Linked DNA regions of Mus musculus: region 1 is linked to region 2. The links are chromatin contacts, called in public HiChIP or PLAC-seq maps. All regions are on one chromosome and are shown on one strand. The core of a region is the stretch at or near the end of the contact, and the rest is flanking DNA. Distances in the headings are between cores, read along the strand shown.

Region 1 (6,715 bases), core at 3,116-5,615, 340 kb after region 2:
CCGGGAGGTCAAATGTATCAGAGAATATGGAACCCAGCATCCTATGGGACTGTTTGCTTCCAAACAGATCAAGCATTCGCTGGCAATGCTCTCTTCTGTCCAGAGAGCTCCCCACATTCCCACGTGGCCCCAGACCACCATGATACTTTGAGAAATATGGTACAAAAGTTCCACAGGAATGGTCTGTCCGGGGCGGGGGCTGTCCCCGGGGCTTCTGTGCATCCCCCCAGGGCTCAGCAGTGGGCACTCTGTGTCAGCCCAGAAGATCTTCAGCAATTGAGGGCTCCCTGAGAAGAAGAGCTGAGACACTCCTATGTGTCAACCTCACGTTTGGGTGTGAGATTTTACACGGTTAGATAGATCTAAGACGACACACGCTACACATCAAAAAGGACATTCTCCAGCCCAGGGAGCCGGCAGACCACAGCCAGGCCATCACCATCACCGCTACCCATAAGCTCACTATACATTGGCAGAAGGCTAACGTCACACCACATACTCACGCCATCTACCTCACGGCACCTCATCATCAATAGATGTGGATGCCAGATCGTCAACAGAAGATGGGGCACTATAGCTCAGTAAGACCTTCGGAGAGAGATGGCATCCACATAACTTCTGCTATCCCACGGCGCTACTGTAACTGTTCTGATGTCAAACTAATGTTCATCTCTGGCATCCAGACAGCATGCTTTATCGGAAGTACGTGTGTCCAGGAAGAATATTGGACCAGTAGCGTTCAGTATTGTTCACAGTTCCAAGTGTCCACAGAGGTCTTGAATTGTGTCCTGGTGGATGAGGGGGACATCTGCATGGACAGTCATTTATAGCATCCTGACCCAAAGACCCCTAAGGACAGTCTTCCTCAACGCTTCACAAAGAGCTGTTCTTACCACAGATGGGCCCCACCCACAGCCAGGTTGTTCCCAGGAGGGCACACCCAAGGATGTAACCAAGGTCTCATAGCCAGGCACATGGGAGGAGTTTCCATGTGACCCTGAAGCATCGGCTCCTCACCCCAGACAGACAGGATATGCTGGCATCATCTGGAGACGCTTGCTCCTAAAAGGATAGCTGTAGAGTTATCTGCAGGGCAGAGCTGAGCTAACGGGGGGGGGGGGGCGACTATCTCTTGGTACACAAAGATGGAGACCAGTCCCAGTGGTGATTCGGGGATCAATTGCCTAGCCTAAGCCCTGGCTTCCAATGGTTCCTGTCTCCATGGAGACTGACTCTTTTATAACAAGTGTGTATGTCATTAAGAATAGACCATAGGGCTGGAGGGATGGCTTAGCCACTAGAGGTTAGACTCACAATCAAAACTATAAAATAGACCACTCTCTCCCGTGCTTTGTCAAACAGTGCAAAAGAGACAGCCTTGGTTAGCAAGTCCTGCAGGAGTGGCGGCCAGTGGAGAGACTCAGACAGCTGTGGTTGACAGCAGTCTACCAAAAGCCCCTCCCCTTGGACACCTGACCCAGAAGAGGGCAAATGTGGTCACCAAGCTTCCAAAGCCGGTCCCTCAGACTGTGGGGCTGTGGAGCTGTGGGGCTGCTTCCTCTCATGGCCCACCCATAGCTGTCACTCAGTACCATCTTCACCCTTCCCAAGTGGAAGGGGCTGAGTCATTCGTGTTCCCCTGATGGATGGCACTTCAGACTGAAGCTCATTCACACCCAAGTGTCACCTCAGGCATTGCCCTGTGAAGCCTCTCCAATGAAAGGACTTTTTCTTCTTGAAAGACATCTGGGGAGCCTCAGCAGACAAGCGCTGTCAGGCGGGATGCCCCAGAAGCTACCCAAGACCTGCATCTGCCCTGGCCTGACCTGGCGGCTGCCTCTTCTCCTCCCCACAGCTCCACCTGCCTAGAAAAGTTCTCTACCCTCTGCCTGGTTACATCTCCTAGCTTCCAATTCCCAGAATAAGGCTTGTAAACACACACACACACACACACACACACACAGAGTCAGAGAGAGAAAGAGACACAGATACAGACAATCTCTCTCTATCTCTCTCTCTCTCTCTCTCTCACACACACACACACACACACATGCAAACCACCCACAAAACATACATGTACCTGAAAATAATGGTATTCACTAGCACAGGTAAGACACAGTAGAACACACACACACACACAGAGCACATGTCACCTTGGCAGGGCATATATCCCAAACTGAGGTTTCCTTGATGAATGCCCCTGAACTTCCTCTGTCCAAACCTCCAGGGTAGCTTCTCGCACAGAGTCTGAGTGGGAAGAGCCACCCATGACCAGAGGAGAAAGCCACAAGGCTCCGACTCAGACCACACGAGGTAGGGTAGCATGAGGAAGGCAATGGAGGCCTTGCAGCAGGGCCTCGAGTCTGGCTCTCAGATGTCACATCTGCTTGATCAGGCAGAGAGCTGTCGGTCAGGGCCTCAGTGTCACAGGCATCCAGAGGTGACCACAAGGGAGTTGCTGGGGTCTTGGGAGGACTAAACAGCAAGACCGAAGCAAAGCTCTTATCTCACAGGAAGCACTTCTGTAACCAATGGTCTTTTAGGAAACTCCGTCCCGTAGACAAAAACCAACTCAAGATGGATTCCAGAACTCTAATATAGGGAAGAGACTGGCCACCAACTCCATGCTCTTCACACACACCCTGTAACTGAAATGGATGTATTCCATCTTGAAACCTGAACTGTGAGTGTCTGTGAGTTCCTGTCTTGGTAATCAAGAGCTCTGCATGGCTGAAGAGCCACATTCGCACAGAGCTGCTCGGGGCCGTGTGGACACAGCGGACACGCTGGGCTTTCCTGGGCTATCATGGGGGTCCACGTGCTGCAGTGACTGATGGTGGGTCTCCTTTCCGTTCCTGCCTCTCTTTCCGTGGTCTCCTTTCTCTTTTTTGAGAAGCCACACAACTCCTGAGCCTCTGTGAGGCACCAGATAGTACACTTGCAGGTGAGTGAGCCTTAGGATAGCGTAAGAATAAAAGTACAAATTGTCCTTTGCCAGGCGACAGGGGGCCCTCTGGCCCAGGGGAAGCTGGGAGTTAGCCTGCTTGGCTAGGACAGCTTCTCCAGGTTCCTCCTTTCCCACTGCCCTCCCCAGCTGGGGTGGGGTCACAACCTCCCTTAGCCCTGCCTGCCTCTGGACAAGTCTAGCTCAGGCCCCACACTGTGCCTGGCCCTAGGGGCAGGCAGATCTAGGAGGAGCAGCCCAGCCCCCAGCCCCCACCCCCACCCCCACCAGCCGGCTGCATTTGTTCCAGGGGGGCAAGGGTCTGGTGCAGTGACCCCTGGGACTCGCCTCTCAGTCACTGGCCCAGGCAGCTGGGAAAGGCTCTGACCTCCACAGAGACAGAGGGCTTCTGGGAGAGGAGCCCCAGAAGAGAGGCCTGAACTCAGAACCTACTCTGTTTTCCTGAGAACAGTCCTGGTCTTAAATGGAGCTACAAAAAGGAAAGCACTTCCAATCAGGAGCTTAGCTCTTCATTTGGCTTTCCCTGTAAGAGACAATCTTATCACCTTCTTCCAAACGCCCCCCGCCCCCCTCCCCCCCCCCCAAACCATAGCTTCAGTGAGACCCGGGTGACCCAAACCCCTGCCTCTGCGTACAGAAACCCCAAAGAAGGACGTGCTTTTAAAACAACATCTACAAACAAGCTTGTGAGGAAACCCCTTGGCTCCGCAGTGAGTGGGTGTGCACTGAAAACGGAATGAATGAAGTGACCCTGCTCAGGGGTGGAAGGGGTACACATTTGTGCAACCAGAATAGACCTCGGAGAGAACTATTTCTAAGGCAAACTCACGGAGGCTCTTTGTTTTCGGTCGCCCCTTGAAGGGTTTGACACAGAATGACTGCAAAGCTCATCTAGGAAAGAGTTTCCAATCTCTCCTCCTTCCTCCTCTTCTTCCCCCGCCCCCCCCTTCTCCTCCTTCTCCTCCTCCTCTTCCTCTTCTTCCTCCTCTTCCTACCCTTCTTCCATTCTGTGTTTAGCTAGCTTTCTCTCCTAAGTACAAACTCTAGACAAGAGTTCAGACTAGCTATCACTTCTGCCCCAAAGACAGTGATCACCACCAGGTCAGGATGCAGATGGCTCTAAACCGTTCTTTAGCACACTAGGGCGTCTGACCCGCTGCTGGGGAAGCTGCAGGAACACACAGCACAGAACACAATACCAACACCCCAAACTTCCTTCGCTGCAGGAGAAACTAGCTCTGAGCTCTGCATTTGTGCTCAAGCAGAACGGGCAGGCGTCAGGCGCTGCGCCCCACCAGCAGCCAGGGCACAGTCGGGCGCCTGGATGACCACTGCAGCTCAGCCAGGGGCCCGGAGGAGAAAGCAGGCACACGGTGGAGCCACAGCGCCATCAAGTGGTCAGTTTGCGAATGGTCGCGAGACGCATGCCCTGAGCTCAGGGACAATGTCCAGGGTTCCCAGTGTCAACTGTCCCTGGAGAAAACAGGGCTGCCAAGCCTTCATTCCAGGACGTGGGGCAGGAGCCTACAGCCGGACACCATCTGTCAAGGCATGCGACACCCTCCAGGGCTGACCTGGAATCTGCCCTGGAGGATGTTCGGAGACCCTGTTCCAACTCTGAGAGAGGTCATAACCCAGGCACCGCCCTCTCCTCTAGCAATGTGCTCAGAGCCTACAGGTTTCTCAAGAGCTATGGGGCAGAGAGGGCACCACCTGAGTAGCAGGCCTATCAGCCTGCCTGAATTATGCAGGGATGGGGCAACAGAGAGACAGCAAGGCAGCTGCGAGTCCAGGCTGTGGGAAGGAATGGAGCCTCCGAGTGGGAGTTGCCGCCTGCAGCCCTGACAGGCCATGGCTTTAACACTCCCTTCTGGAACTCAGCATTTAATTCCAAGTGCCTCCTGGGACAGATCTGGTCCTTGGAGTCAAATTACAGTCCAAGAAGGACTCAAAACACAAAAATAAAAACACATACTTTGCAAATAGAGGAGTGTTCCAGACCAGTGTATATCTGAAGACCTAATTATATTATTTTCCTGCACATTTATAACTATGATAGAATTTAGTATGAAAAGCAAATTAAGAGATTATCAATAACTATTAAACAACCAGAATAATTATAACAATACACTGGGGGGGGGGTGTTAAAAAAATCACTCAATATTTACAAATTCTTTATTTCTGAAATTTTCTACTTAATATATTCTGATACCGTTTCCAGCAGAAAATAGAGTTGCAGACATGAGAGGGGGCAGTGCTGTGTAAAGGCGGACAGAACAGTGGGGCGCCCTCTGTCCTAGTGCTGGCTCTGCACATGCAATCTCTGTCCTAGTGCTGGCTCCACTGCACACAGGACCTTGTTCAGCTTTCACCACAACCTTAGGAGATGGGTTCTTTTTATGATCTTTTTCTATAGGAAAGGCAGAACCCAGAAATGAAACACCCTACCCCTAGCTGCCCATTGGAGAGGGACAAAGCCAGGCCTGGATTCCAACACTGGCTTCCTGCCTCCAGACGCCATCCTCCCTCCCTCCCTCCCTCCCTCCCTCCCTCCCTCCTTTCTCTCCCTCCAGGGGGAACAAGGTTTTATCAGACAGAGATGTGCACATTTTTCAAGAGGGAGGGGCATCTTTGCAGACAGAGCTGGCTAGAAATGCCTAGCTAGGTTTGGGCATGAGAGATTGTGCAGGTGAGGGGCTGAGGCCTTCAGGGTGGACCCTGCCCTTTCTAGCTTCACTCCCACACCAATCTTAGGCCTCCCTCCCGGAAGCACCTTCTGCATGGGCCCCTCCCTGCTCTGGCTTCTGCAATTGACTTCCAGGCCAGCGTGCCCAGCTCGCCCTTGGAGCTGCCAGGACTCAAGGTTATTCAATGACACCCCAACTGCCAGATACAAAGAAACTGTTCTCAACCCTCCCTCCCCTGGAGGCTCATAGCTCTGACATTCCCACTTGCAGAAACACACTTGCATGCTTGTGCGAGTGTATACATGTGTTGGGGGGGGGGCGTGTGTGCCTGCGTGTGTGCCTGCGTGTGTGGAGGACAGAAGTCCACTTTGGGCATTTTCTTCTGCTGATCTCTGCCTTGGTTCTTGAGATAAGGGTCTCTTAGTAAACCAGCAGGCTCACCGATTTTCCTAGGCTGGCTGGCCAGTGAGCTCGTTGTGTGTGTGTGTGTGTGTGTGTGTGTGTGTGTGTGTGTGTGTGTGTGATGTGTCCAGTCTCTGCCTCCCCAGTGCTGGTATTACAGCAGCCAAGAGCATAACCCTGCCTTGCCTGGCTTTTAAGCAGATCTTAGGGCTCTGGCTGGGTCCTCCTGCCTCCAGAGCCAACACTTTACCCACCGAGCCATCTCCCAGAAACAGCTGTTCTCGGAAGCCTCGGAACACAGCGACATAACATTTCCTTGTCTCCTTCTCACTTTTGTGGATGCTCTATGCTCACAAGTCACCTGCTTCATAAACTGCCAGTGCGCAGCAGGGAAGTCAGACCACGGTGACAAAGACAGCTACAGGCTGGGCTTCATCCGAGCCCTCATGAAGTATCACATGAGCGTCTGCTGTCTAGACACCCTCTCTGGCTTCTCCACATAATGGGGACCACTCAGCAGGACGAAGCTGAGGGACCGAAGCTGAGGGACGTGTAATGTCAAGGTTTAGCGGGATGCTGGTGCAGAACAGGGCTCCCAACGGCTGCCTTATCAGGCCCCGAGCTGGGTCTGTCCCTCAGTCCTAGGCCCTCAGTCACCTCG
Region 2 (6,245 bases), core at 2,743-5,242:
CATTGAAGTACTTGGCCCACTAACTTCTCTGTCTGTGTGTCTGTCACTTGTTTTTGTTTTTTGTTTTTTGTTTTTGTTTTTCAAGACAGGGTTTCTCTGTGTCACCCTGGATGTCCTGGAACTGGTTCTGTAGACCAGGCTGGCCTAGAACTCAGAAATCCACCTGTCTCTGCCTCCCAAGTGCTGGGATTAAAGGTGTGCGCCACCACACCCACCTTTGACGTTTCTTCATTTGTGGTGCCCAAGTCAGGTCAATGCCTAAGCCGTGCAGCTTATAGCATCACAAGGCAATCAGGACGGTACCACAGAGTCTGTGACCTCATAGCCTCCCGGAGAAATTTTGATGATGTGAGGCGGAAATAAAATATATTTGAATGTAAGTTCTTCACCTTAGAAAACCGTAATCCTGTCTTAATTTTAAGATCTATTTCAGTAAGGCTGAGAGATTTTGCTGACCAACATGTATCACATAGCTTCTACTGAAAGTCAGCAAGTAAACCGAGTGGGTTGGTGGTTGATTCCTAATGCATTTTATGTAAATGATGAAGTCATAAATCAGAATAAGATCATCTGTGGTTGATTAGCAATGTCTGCCGTAGGAATGGTGAAATATTCCTGGTGATTAGCAATGTCTGCAGTGAGCCTTACTATTGGATATGTGCCATGGGTATTACAAAATAAAAGTTGTCACTTTTAAAAAATAGAGTTGTACTGGGTATCTTTGAATGATTCTTTACAATTCTTGAGCTTTCATTTCTATTATCACAGAATACAGAAGGGAGAAGAAAAAAAAAAAAAACTAATGTTTTAGTAGCTGAATGAAGCAATGACCCAAAACAGGGTTTTTAAAGTTTTTATTTATTCTTTGAGAATTTTATACAATTTATTTTGATCATGCCCCCCTTAAACTCCTTCCAGATTTCTTCCTTACCTGCCCACCTACCCAACTTCAAATTCTCTCTCAAAAAAATAAAAACAAAAACATAGTCAGATTCACATTGGCCAAGTCTCCTACGGATCAGGCCTGCCCTGGTGTGGAGGTTTTTTTATTTTGTTTTGTTTTGTTTTGTTTTGTTTTGTTTTGTTTTGTTTTGTTTTCGAGACAGGGTTTCTCTGCGTAGCCCTGGCTGTCCTGGAACTCACTCTGTAGACCAGGCTGGCCTCAATCTCAGAAATCTACCTGCCTCTGCCTCCCATAGTGCTGAGATTAAAGGTGTGCACCACCACTGCCTGGCTGGAATGGAGTTAATATACCCAGTGTCACTCCATTAATGTGTGGGGACCCTGGCTTTCCTCCCCCCAGCAGCCATCAGTTACGATTAACTTCTTGTCAGGGCGGGATTTTGTACCCACTTCCCCTCCTCCACACATCAGTCACTGAAGTCAGTTTTCACCCATACCTGTTAAAGCAGATGTGGAAATCCCCTAGCCGAGACCTGGTCGAGTCCTAGACAGTGTGGTTAACTCTGATTTCTACATGGGAACCTGATTTTACCCTTTTGATTCCCTAACATAATTAGTCAGATTGACCTTCCAGCCACCTACACCTGCCCTTGGCACTACTGCATCAGCGCTGGATCCTGAGGGGCCCTGATCAGTCCCTGAGCTGTAGGACACAAGTTGGAAATTGGGCAAACTCAACATGGGTGGCTTTAGATATGTAGTGGCTGGCTGTGGCAGAGCAGTTCACACTGCCTGAAACAGAGCAAAATGCATCTCTGGACATTGGATAGTGTTTTTTTGTTTTTTTTTTCTCTTGTCTTTAGACATCTCTTCCATTTCCCAGATGTATTAGAGAAAGAGGCAGGGGATTCAGAAACTCCAACCTTGACACTAAAGCTAGGTTTTATTGGCTTCACTTGAGATCAATTGTAGGCTGTTTCCTAGTTCATGTTTTAGAATGGACTTTTGTTGTCCTGGTAAAAGGGGATGCCGAGCATGGGTGCCGTGAAGTTCTCTACTCCTCTTGTCTGGAGTGGAGCTGATTGATGCCCAGAGCTGCTGATGCTGTGCTGTATCTAGAAGGATGAAAACTCAGTAAGTACCTGTCCTGGCTGGTTTTGTGTCAACTTGACACAGCTGGAGTTACCACAGAGAAAGGAGCTTCAGTTGAGGAAATGCCTCCATGAGATCCAACTGTAAGGCATTTTCTCAATTAGTGATCAAGGGGGAAAGGCCCCTTGTGGGTGGTGCCATCTCTGGGCTGGTAGTCTTGGTTCTGTAAGAGAGCAGGCTGAGCAAGCCAGGGGAAGCAAGCCAGTAAAGAACATCCCTCCATGGCCTCTGCATCAGCTCCTGCTTCCTGACCTGTTTAAGTTCCAGTCCTGACTTCCTTGGTGATGAACAGCAGTATGGAAGTGTAAGCTGAATAAACCCTTTCCTCCCCAACTGCTTCTTGGTCATGATGTTTGTGCAGGAATAGAAACCCTGACTAAGACAGTAGCCAAGGAAGGGAGTGCAGAGAAGTCAGGGGGAACATCCTTACAAAGCTAGCCCTGTACCATCAAATACCTTTTTTTCTAGTTATATATATATATATATATATATATATCAGGCTTTCTCTGTGTAACAGATCTGGCTGTCCTGAAACTCACCTTATAGACCAGGCTGGCTTCAAACTCAGAGCTTCCCCTGCCTCTGCCTTGCAAGTGCTGGGTTTAAAGGTGTGCGCCACCACACCCAGCTCTCACAAAGATAATTTTCTTTCGATGATTTATTTTGATTTTTAAAATTATGTGTGTGTGGGTGGTGGTGGGGGTGCCCCACGTGTGTGCAGGTGTCCCTGGATGCTGCCAGAGAGAATCAGGATACCTGGACCTGGAGTTGGCAGTTGTTTAAAGCCCTATCTGATGTAGGCGCTGAGGTCCAAACTCTTCCAGAAGAGGAGCAAGTATTTTTTGAAACGGAGCCATCTCGCTAATCTCCAACAATTAAATTTTAAAACCACCACCACTACCATTCAATTTGTATTATTTGTAGCACATAGTATGTTTTTCTTCTTATTTTTTATTGCATTTATTTATTTAGTGTATGTGTGTGTGTGTCTGTCTGTGTCTCTGTATGTGTTGTGTCTGTGTCTCCGTCTGTGTCTGTGTCACAGGACATGTGCAGCCTAGGTGTCAGCCAAGCCTTTCCAAAGAGTGTTTCCCAAACCTTAGAGACTTGAGTCAGAGACAGCCCATCTGTACACACAACCTCCACCCACCTCCAGCTTCCCCAATAAACAAAGGCACACTGAGTCAGCTCCTGGCACGGGGTTCCTAATCTGAAGGCCGTGCCTCTTGCCCCTCTCTCTGTGCAGCTCACAAGAGCCATCCAGCCAACTACTATGGCTTTAAAATTCAGCATCCTAGTGTTCATAGGCAGTGTCCTTTATTCTTATGACACAGACCCAAAACCTTAGGAAGGACACAGAGTGGACTAGGAGAACCTGTTCTTTTCAAACAGTTACATGGTACTAATTTGTCTTGAGAAGACAGGCCAGGAATCCACAGGGTATCTTTGCATATCCTGGATCACCCAATTAAAACCATCTGTGACCCGTTCTGCCTCATCTTTCCCTACGGGCTTAACAAGAAACTAGCAGGGAGGAGGAACGGGGAGCACTCCTGTGGCTCCTGTCTGTGCCTGGCACTGTGTTGAGGGGTACCTTCCGAAGTAGATTCTCTTTGACCCTCACGAGATGGCATGGGATGATTTTCTCATTGCTCTGAGAAAGTTATCTTACAAAAGCAACTTCAGAAAGGTTTCTTTGGGCTCAGGTTTGAGGGAGACAACCTGTGACGGTGAGGAAGGCGAGATGGCAGGATCTTAGGGTGGCAGGATCTTAGATGGCAGGATCTTCTGGTCCCAGTGTGTAGTTTCTCTTTTTCATTGTGTCCAGGATTTCAGCCCATGGTGCTGCCCATATTTAGATTGGGATTTCCCACCCGAATTTACCCAGTCTAGAGACTCCATCATGGTCATGGTCATGGTCATGGTCATGGTCATGACAACAGGCTGTTTCCTAGGTGATTCTAAACATTCTGTCAGTGTTATTGTTATCAGTGTTAACACAGGAGCCCTACAGTCTAGAGGGCATTATCCCCATTTTTCAGTGGAGGAGGTAATGAAGGCTATGGAAGATGACTCCTCTGGGGCCCACAGTGAGGTATGTAGGATTTTGGTCATAACCTATCCCCAATTCCCAGTCTTCCTTACAATTGTGCTGTGCTGTTACAGAGTCCTGGAACAAGGGCCGAAGTGACATTGCAGCTGGACCACTGAAACAGCTTGCAAACTCCGGTTCATGTGACTCGAGGCCAAGGACTCCAAGATGGAGTGATGAGGAGAAGGAGAGAGCCAGATCTTAGCCTTGCCATTTGGAAGAGGGCTTTGCTAGTCATCCTTTTGGATCCTGCAATTCATCGTCCTGAGTGGATTTGTTGCAAAAGCAAGATCAGGACCAATCTGACATCTACAATGGCATCGTCTCCTACAGGGTCCATGATCTGCCAGTAGGGGATTCTCTGAAGCAATTAGGACAGATGCATTGTACAAGCTTACAGGCATAACACGGCCATCAGGCAAGGACAGCACCTTCAAATGGATACAGGAGAGTAACATATGGATGGAGAAGACACACTGTGAGCTCTCGCAGGCAACTTTTTCACTGTGTCTCTTCCTTCAGGCAACAGAGCCCTGGAACAAAACAGAATCTGGAAAATAGACATTGCATCGAATCTCATGTAGCTTCCAATTGTGCTTAAGCTTGTCTAAGGTGGAGGTTCGGGGAGGAGGAACTGTAAAATAATGTTTGGAACATTCTTCCTAAGATCCATAGCTCCACTTTGACTTCTTCAACATTAAGAGGGATAAAGTCCTGGTTGCTTCTGCTGTGTTCCCAAGGCTCATGAAAGCCAGACACTAGACTCCTGTTGGATCTAAAAGGAAACTCCTAAATAAGTCCACAATGTTACTGGGAAAATGTCTTGAAGGGCCAGTGTTTCTGATTTCTCAGGTACCAGCCATTATCTCAAGATCATCTTTTATTAAGAAATTGTCTCCCCCCACAAAAATAAAAAATTGTCCCCCCCAAAAAGTAGGCGGGGAAATGGATTAGCATGCTGGAAAAAGGCTAGAGGCTGGGAGTAAAAAGCGACAAAGGTTTGGCATAGAGGATTTTGCATCTTATTCCGAAGTTCACATTATATAGCATCTTCCATGGTATGTGACTGCTGATAAATATTCATTGGAAGAAGGAATAACCTAATGTGATGCAAATCACATGCAAAGCAATATGTAAATCAATCCATTCTATGAAGTCAATAGGTGAGGTACCATGCATATTAAAAGTACAGAGGGACAGCTTCTAAAGATCTAGGAGAGGCTCCTAATGCTAGCAGGGACCTTCCAGTCTTTAAAGGACCCATTAGTCAGAGGAGATTCCCCTGTCAAAGAATGACACCAAGCATGAAGCTGCCAAGCAGGGCCAGAGAGCAAAATAGACAGGAGGACAATGGCTGTTCCCTTCATCCCCTTCAAGGCTGATTCCAAACAAGTTCTCCTTCCTGGCCCTCCCACCCTGATCAGATCTGATAGTGATTGGTTGGTCAAGACAGCTGAGTGACAGGGAGGCAGGCTGATCTGCTTGTTTATTAGCCACGCTATTCAAGATGGCTCCTTCAAGCCTCCCAACAAAAGAGCAAGGGACACAGAGACAGAACAGGGGGAAAGTCTGTATGAATTCCCCAGTGTACACACAAGATGTTTATCAGCTTTTGTTTCCTTTGAAAGCTCGCTCCCCTCCACTGTCACAGGCTCACACCAGGACATACATGCTTTGTACAGATCTGCAGACATACAGGAAGTTGAGAGGAGCCCAGAGCAATGAAGATTTGTACTCTACTGTTTCAAGCATCCCCGGGGGGTTGATGTCACAAATTCTCTAGCCCCAGAGAAGGTCACAAATTGTTTCGTATTGGGACTCCGAGCTCTGTTTGCTTTCAGTGCCTCTCAGACCTCCTGACAGGACAGGCGGACATGGAAATAAGTCAAGGGTGACCCTGCTGGTGACCCGTAGCCTCACCAGCCAACTCCTGATTGCAACCTCCTGGCTTCAGTAACAGCCTTTAATTCAGGCCTTCTGGCTTCTCCGAGGCCACAGTTGCAGTTCAGCTGCAGTAAACAAGGGTCAGGTCAGATGTTCTATGCCCTTGGTTCACGGTGTGACAAGGCAAGGTAGGAAGAAGATTGACGGGTGGGGG

The links. HiChIP or PLAC-seq counts read pairs in DNA pulled down with a chosen protein or histone mark.
Region 1: a contact with region 2 is called in an H3K4me3 HiChIP or PLAC-seq map of embryonic forebrain, with 4 times the contacts expected there. The contact joins the enhancer-like site here to the promoter of 1700012H19Rik in region 2. A contact is called at or near these places in 1 of 39 promoter capture datasets (liver), 1 of 484 Hi-C or Micro-C datasets (embryonic stem cells) and 18 of 115 datasets of contacts at active chromatin or transcription factors (craniofacial prominence, differentiating embryonic stem cells, embryonic basal ganglia and 10 more).

Annotation. Positions count from the first base shown.
Region 1 is chr11:113,160,951-113,167,665 of GRCm38.p6, forward strand. All of the region lies in intron 1 of 2610035D17Rik (RIKEN cDNA 2610035D17 gene), which reads right to left. The region is part of intron 1 of LOC115487747 (a long non-coding RNA gene); the gene reads right to left. Among named protein-coding and RNA genes, the nearest start is that of Gm39467, 30 kb to the left of the region's middle. Within about 2 kb of position 4,366, at least 86 of the 459 cell types and tissues checked have an H3K27ac peak or open chromatin away from gene starts, as enhancers often do. A contact at or near this core is called in embryonic forebrain, neural progenitor cells, neural stem cells and 2 more, where this site is marked.
Region 2 is chr11:112,821,136-112,827,380 of GRCm38.p6, forward strand. It overlaps 1700012H19Rik (RIKEN cDNA 1700012H19 gene), which reads right to left and starts at 3,993. Exons shown (of 2, transcript NR_130164.1): 1 at 3,778-3,993; 2 at 1,830-2,018.